Linked DNA regions of Capsicum annuum: region 2 is linked to region 1. A link is a contact called in public Hi-C data. All regions are on one chromosome and are shown on one strand. Each heading gives the region's core, a stretch centred on a gene start, on an enhancer-like site or on the middle of the called end of the contact. The rest is flanking DNA. Distances are from core to core; before and after follow the strand shown.

Region 1 (4,122 bases), core at 614-3,113:
TATTGATACTGTCCTTATACCATATTGATACAATCCTTATACGCATCCTATTTAATTTTCATACATATTTCTTATATGAATACATATTCTATGCAATAATTAGATAGTTCAATATAATTGTATTTAATTATTATTTTTAAACAAAAAAAATCAAACTTTTTTTTAGTCAAAATATTTGTAGTTTAGAAAAAAACTTACATATATCCCAATAAACTTATCCTTAATTACTCCCTATCCCTACCCTTTGCTAAATTACAAAGAATTCCTTATTTTGTAATTTTTGGATATATAATTAGTATCCAGATACATAATTTTGAAGATGAGATACATAATTTTGATTAGTGAAATACATTCATTTCTGAAAATATTTCGTCGAGATACATAATAAATTATTAAATCAAAGGGAGATACATAATTAAAATTATGTATTCGAAAATTTATATATTTATGGATATATCCAATTATTTTAAGAAAAAGGGGATTTAAGTAATTAATAAAAATGATAGGGATCTTATATAGTTTTGTAAAAATAAATTGTAGTATTATCTAATTGAAATTAAAACATTTAAAAAGAAGGACCAAATAACCCAAATTAAAAAAAACAGTCAAAATGACTGAATTGGCTCAAAAGGGGAGGGGAGGTCTGAAATTGCCCAATAACCATTGAACGATAGTAATATTTTAGACAGACTAACCATAGAATGTTCATAAACCTAAACGTGGACCTAAATTTTTTAAAGTGTTTCAGTCCATATCCTTTCCCAAATATTTAAAGTAATCAATCGAAAGATTGATAAACTAACCTTGCCAAATGATATATTGAGCTGACACTCAGTTTCTGCCAAAAGAAAAAAGAAAGTCACTATTCTTCCTATTGAACTAAGTGAACCCCAAAAGCAATAATCTTGTCCTCTCATCATTGACTAAAATAAATCAATTAAAATGGAAAAATCCGAAATTTGACATAGAGGAATTTGATTCTTAAATGAAGCATATGTATTATTTCGCCCCTTCATATTTATTTGTTCATGTCTAACTTAACACACTCATTAAAAAAATAAAAAATAAAATGATAATTTAATTATATTATATCTAATAATTAAAAGTCATTTAAATATTAAAAAATAAATAGTAATACTTAATAATAAAAATAAAATAATAAATTACTATCTTATAATTTTTACATTAAATATTTTGTTTTCATAAAAGTGAACATAGGGAGTAATAAGCTGACAAAAAGTAGGCCCAAAGGCACACAACTTTTAAGAGAAAAAGGCTTTCCAAAAAAAAATAAAAATTACACAAATACACAACTTATTTTTCAATATTACAAAAAATCTTAATTATCTAAACATATTGCAAAAATTTCAATATTTACACAGAATGCTATGTATATATCGGTTATATTATGTATATTAATAGGGAGAGAGAGTAAAGTAATTAAAAAACGGGAGAGAATGTAATTACTGTTATTTATATTAAAAAAAAAAAAAGTGATAAAGTGAAGGGTCCAATCTCCAAGTCATGAATCTGAATTGATGTAAGGCTGTGAATTAAGGGGAAATATTTTGGAAGGAACACATAAATGCACATGGGAAGGGGCCATTACTCACATGTAAATAAACATGGCCTTTTCTTTTCTTTGCTTCCTATTTTCTTAGCATTCCTGTTTTGGTTTGCTCCTTATCTTATCCTATCAGTCAAATTTACTCAATAATAGTACTTCATTAATTATATCATATTGATTATTATAATGTTATAAAATTGTTGTATAATTACAAGAGGGATAAAGAGATTATTAATAATACAATTGACATCTCGAATGAAGAATTACTTAAGTTATAGAAAAAGATTGAACATATATTGATATTGATGCATCGAACCTATAGCAATGTCGCTCTCCTTGCCCGCCTCATTCGCTCTTAGTCGGCTAATCAAGAATCGCATGAATTTGCCCTTTCATCCAGAATTCTAGATTTTCCTTTTGAAATTGACTTTTTTTTCTGCTTTAAACGTTTTTGCTCCGCTTGTTCAAGGATTCAAGCTCGTATTATTATGATCCAAATTTTTGGTTTTATTTCTTTTGTTAATTTTTACTTATTCATAATTAAGTTTGCATATATTTAAGGAATTGTTTGATACGTGGGATAAAGATAGTAATTTCAAAGTTGAGATTAATATTATAACGCAATATTTGGTATGAGGTATTAGCTAATTTTGTAATTATTTTATCTCACTATTTATACTAAAGTGAAGATATTACTATCTTATATAGAAGGTAGGATAAAATTATCACATGAGACATCCAAATCCATGACATGATATCCTTGTTCATCTTATCGCATATATCGAACGATCACTTGAAGAATAACAAATGAAGTGCATTTTATCATGATATTTATATAAATTGATGTATAATCTTAGTGGACTTGAAAAATAATTTGAAATGAGTAGTCTAATGTTCGGGATGAAACATGAATAGCGTTAATCTTTATCTTGATATGTTAAAATAAATAAATAAAAGTGAAAATTTATTTAATATAATGAACACGTAAAGATAAACGGAAAAGTATTTGTTAAAGCTATTCATGGAGAATTATTAATCGAGTTATCCATCATGATCAAAACCAAAACCTACTATTCTTGTGGGTAATCGGCATTAAATTTTGCTACATTATTCTACTTACACCACATATAATACACTATCAATTATCAGTCACTGATCACATGTGCCTTTGTTACTTTTGATCAATAAGATAGTGAATATGACATTTTCATAACTATCAAATCTATTGCACTGGCTTCTATGAGTTCTCATTATTGTTTTTAAATTTTATAAAACAAGACAAAATATAGATAGTGATGACTATTTGTTTAATTATAATCAAAAAATTTTGGAGTTATCGTAAATACATATGCTAACAAAGTGTTACATCTGTAGTGGAAAAGATTGAGAAGCAACGTTGTAGACGTATAAAATTTATTGGATCAAATTTATATAAAATTTGAATTTGAGTTATATTTATTAGGTTTAAACTTATTTTGGGCTAAAAAATAATAATAATAAGTCTATTTTATTCTTCATCAAGGTCCATCTCACTTTGAAGCCCAAACTCATCAAGTGACGTAGTATCCAAATCAAATCCAAAACCAATGAGATGCCGCCATATGTACAAATGATGTGGAAATCTCATTCAAATTCAACAACCAGTCAAAAGGTGTCAAGTGTCAAAGTGACATGTTTTGGCCAATCACAAGCAACTAAGGCCTACCCCACAACTATAAATAGGGGGTAACATAACATTCTAAAAGAAAGAAAAAGGAGGACATTCTGTAAGCATTGGAGGAAACTTCTGCATTGACTACACAGCTCTTCAACGAATTGACTAACGGAGTTCTGCCCGGAGATCAACTCGACGAGACGAAGTGTTGTCAGATAATTCCTGGAGATCCAAACACATTTCTAGGAGACTCAAATCATCCTACATTCGAGAATCACACTGCAAAGGCCCTCGAATCACGAAAAAACTTAGGAGAGAAGAATCGAGATAATAACGAAATTGTACCCGCAAAATTACCTTAAATAAAATTATTTTTTTGTTTATTTTATTTTTTGCTTGCAGTTAATTTTCAGCGTTAATGAAAATTTATTACGAACAAATTAGCACGCCTAGTGGGACCAGTTCTGCTCTTCATCTCTTCCTCCTACAAGTCAAAGGAAATCACATATTCAACTACTACAATGAACTTCAGAAAAATTAATAAAGTTTCGTGCAAGAAGTTTACTACTGCCACGTCTACTAAGATCAAACTTGTTGGCCCCATCAATCTATGCAATCTCAACGCTTGTGCTTTGGATGGATCCCAATACTTTACCATTTTGGAGATGACAAAAAGGAGAAAATCTCAAATTTCAGCAGTAACTACAACCCCTGGGGGCAACTTTGCATCTATTTTATCAGATGAACCGTCTGAAACTGGCTGCAACTTTGAAGAATCTGAAAACTTAATGAATTCTCCAACTTCAACGAAAGTCAACACCGTCATGGTAGATGCAATTGACTTAGACGAGAAGTTTGCTATGATGGAGCAAACCATTGAAGCCTTGAAGAAGTCCATTGA
Region 2 (4,122 bases), core at 1,031-3,530, 43 kb after region 1:
CAACTATGGCCGTAGTCCAAAAATGTAAAACTTTGTTCCCATTACTATCCAAGAAGTAGGAGTGTACAAATTAAACCGTCAAGTCAAATCGAACCGACGAATCAAAACCAAATCGAGAAAAAAATCGACTTATGGTTTGGTTTGATTGGTTTGGTGTTGACAAAAAAAAAAAAGTTAAACTGAACTCGAATCAAACCGACATAATACATATATATATATATATACAAAATAATAATTATAATCTACTTTTTAAATATTTTTTCAACTAGTTTTAGTAATTTTCAATAATTTGAAAGTAGATGTAGATATATATTTAGATTTGAGCCTTTAAGTTGTAATATTTGTTCATTAATTGCTAATTAAATGATCCAAAACCCAATATAAACTTAAAATCTAAATTTTTCACTCTTCATCTCACTTTTTAGTTTTAAGAGAGTTTTTCGCTCCTCATTTTTTCATAATTATGATTTTTCATTAGCACATGAGTGAAAACATATTTGATCTAGTCTTCGATCACGATATAATTATAAAAACTAAATATTATAAAAAAAAAACGAAATAAAAACAACTAAAACCTAAACCAAAAAAATCAATTTTATATTAATTTGATTTAATTTATAATTTTAATAAACCGACATGATTGGTGTATTTTTTTTTAATAAAAATCGAACCAACCTTACATATTACACCCTTGCCAAGAAGGATACGCTTGGTTTTTGGAAATGATATTAATACTATTAATTTGTTTGGTCAAAGTTCTATAATTTACTATACTTTTCAGGAATAATAATCTCTATTTGAGTAATCATTCCAATTTCAACAATCATTAATAAATAGTACTTTAAAGCAGGAATTTGTTCTCGGCCAAAATTTTAAAATGCTTATGAAAAAACTACTGGAGTATATTATTTTTCAGCTTCTAAAAAATCGTTTCCATTACCACTCAAAAATACTTCATTTTTATTTATTGTAAAAACAAGATCAAACACCACTTTTTTTTTTTTCTTAAAATAAGCATTTTTGACTTTCGAGAATACTTGGTCAAAAAACTACTATTTCAAACATAGCCAACTCTGAAAGTAATTGGTTTTTAGAGTTGTGTTTGTTTGAATAATAGAGAGAGTAAGGTCCACTTTTATAAACACTTGTTGTTGGTCTCAAGGGACTAATTTGTCCTACATTAAGCAAAGACACTTAATAAGTCCCTAAATATGATCTCATTTCCTGCAGTGCCTTTTATTCTTGAAATTGTAGGATAATTTAAAGGAAAGAAGTCAGTAAATAAGCCTCTTTATCTCCTGCAGTGCACCCTAAAAGAAAGACAACTCTGTGCAGAAAGGGACCCTTAATATAGGAAAGCCAAATGCATTGGTCTTTTTCCTACGTGGCAAGGATGTTGAAAGGTCACTTTCGTACACCATGGCCCAAATGCCAGCGTGTAATATACTGTACTGTCTAGCTGGCATAGGATTACCACTTTATCAATCCCCCTCTTTCAACTATCTTTTTAGTATGCCGAACAAAAATGTGTCAAGTATTTCTCACATTTCATAGAATATACTCTCTCCGTCCAAAATTTTTTAATTTAATTTCTTATTTTATTTATATTTTTTCATTAATCAAGAACAGATAATTTTTTTTTTTCATGTTTTACCCTTTGCATTAATTACCTTTTCTTTAAATTAAAATATAAACATCATTTAATAGGGACACTATAATAAACTAGCCATGTTATTAATATTTTTCTTAATCAATATGTCATCTCAATTTGAGAAGGAGGGAGTATTTAATATCATAATATTAAAGAACGTTCGATATATTTTATATATCTTAAAAATTAGAAAGACAGTTCTATGCATTAAAGCTGCTACTATACGTTGGGTTTAAAAAAAAACGAATCATAAAAGCTTATTGTGTGGAGTCTTGTCTTATAAGTCATTCAGAAATATCTTCACGACTTGAACTTGTAACCTCTTAATCTTATAGCAATAATTTTACCAGCTATTCGAAGGACCCCTTCGTCTAACTAAGACTACAAGTTGTTGAATTATTTTATTTCTTTCTTAAACATTGTCAAATTAAAATCGAACAGATAAATTCAAAAGAAGGGAGTATTATATTTGAAAACTACACACAAGTAGGTGTTCAAGGCTATATTAGGCTGATAATGGGGTTGCTTTATGAAGAGAAAGCAAAAGAGGATAGTAGTAGAATAGAATAGAGAGAAACAGGCTGTCAAAGGATGCAAAGGCAGCAGGTCACATGTTGCTTTTTCCACATAAACTAGTATATGTTTATTTATTGCCCAGCTGGCCAATTCATTACACGACACCATTCCCCGGGGTTAGTCATTATCCTATTTCACTGTCATTTCCTTGGCCTTTTTAACTACACCTTTTTTTTTGAATTTTGAATAGTAGTAGTACCATTTTATGTCAAAAAAAAATGAATAATAAATTAAAATTGCTCGAAATAAAATATTTTTCCACTAGCAAAGGATGTGATGCACTGGATGAGACTGCTCCTTCCTTAATCAGAGGTCTCGGGTTCGAGTCTTGGGTATAAAAAAATTCTTGATAGGGAGCGCTTCCCCCTGAATGAAACCCTACGCGATTCGAATTCAAATTAGTCGGATTTCAATGTGCGTACCGAATACCGAATGAGAAAAAAAAAAAAAAGAAATATTTTTCCCCTTCCACGAGAGTATTAGGGCTCGTCGGGATAAGATAGCCTATCTCAAATTTTAGTTTACTATCATACTATCATATTTATATTATATTTAATTAATGATATAAATTTATCTCAAAATTAAATTATATCATTAATTAAATATAATATAAATCCAATATCAAATATAGTTTTGAAACATCCCACCTTATCACATTCTATGAGAATATTTAACACCAACTTTCATATACTATAAATTAGTTCAAAAATTATAATCTCACGAAAAGTTTATTCTCTTAAACGATTAAAAAAATGTAACGTAAAATATAAATCAATTGAAAGATTATAAAAAAGAGAAAAATAGTAAATCCTCTCAAACAGCTAATGATCATAAAAAGTGTATGTGGAATACAAATGCCATATTAACATATGAAGTCCCCTTTCCTCCCAAATCCACTAGGCAAAAGCCCCCCACACCTTACCTTACGAATTACGCTCTAGCGTTCCTTGTTTTGACTAATTGTTTGATTAGTATTTCTTATTATTGACTTTATCTACCGTTTCAATTTATGTGATTTTATTATTTCATTAAACGTATAATTTTTAAAATATTTTTTGAAAAATTTACAATTAACATCTATTACAAATTTATCAGGTTTCATTTATTTACTTACTAAGTGGTACCCGCTAGTTTTTTTCTTGTTTTATATAATGACATTTGACATTTATATTCTTCTTAAAATAAGTAGAAAATGCTTTGTAAAAAATAATATAGTACATTATTTGTTTATTTATAATAAGTATTATATTTCTTATTGTCTTGTTTCTAAAATAATGCAATGTATTTAATATTTAAAATAAAAAATTATTTAAAAATTTCATTTATAAAATTTATGTAGTCACACAAATATCATCAAATATTAATTTAAATTCATGTCAAATCAAATTACATCACATAAATTAAAATTAAAAAAAAATAATAGTAAAGAAAATGTTTGGGCGGTGGTGGAGTTAGGGCATGGAAATAGTTATCTTCTCTTTATTTTTTCTCAAGTGATGATTACATTATTAGAAAATTCTTTTTAGTTCCAACTGTGTCCATCTAAGTTAACTTTGGAAAAAGATTGTTAACTTCACTTCAACATTTATCATGCCATTCCAAAGGATGTAATTAGTGCAACACTTACCTAAAAATTAAACATAGGAATTATTCTTACTTTAAAAGTAAAAGAAAAATTCTAATAGACCAAAATCACAAAATGGACAAAACTATGTTAAAGTTTATAACGACAGGCTCACCCTTAGTTTTTTTTTTTTCTACTTCTATACTTTCTGCGTTTTTTTTTTCGGTATTCATATTGGAGTCCGACTAATCTGGATTCACGTTGAATATGACTCATTTGGGGATATTACTCCATACTAAGAATTTTTTCATACCTAAGAGTTGAACCCGAG

Evidence for each region. Hi-C and Micro-C count contacts between places; a contact is called where the count stands out from the background.
Region 2: a Hi-C map of placenta shows a contact between it and region 1, with 1.9 times the contacts expected there. The contact joins two enhancer-like sites. A contact is called at or near these places in 2 of 5 Hi-C or Micro-C datasets (leaf and placenta).

Annotation. Positions count from the first base shown.
Region 1 is chr1:144,468,543-144,472,664 of UCD10Xv1.1, forward strand. No RefSeq gene overlaps it. Among protein-coding and RNA genes, the nearest start is that of LOC107856481, 24 kb to the left of the region's middle. Within about 2 kb of position 1,864, at least 3 of the 5 cell types and tissues checked have an H3K27ac peak or open chromatin away from gene starts, as enhancers often do.
Region 2 is chr1:144,511,606-144,515,727 of UCD10Xv1.1, forward strand. No RefSeq gene overlaps it. Among protein-coding and RNA genes, the nearest start is that of LOC107856758, 4.4 kb to the right of the region's middle. Within about 2 kb of position 2,281, at least 3 of the 5 cell types and tissues checked have an H3K27ac peak or open chromatin away from gene starts, as enhancers often do.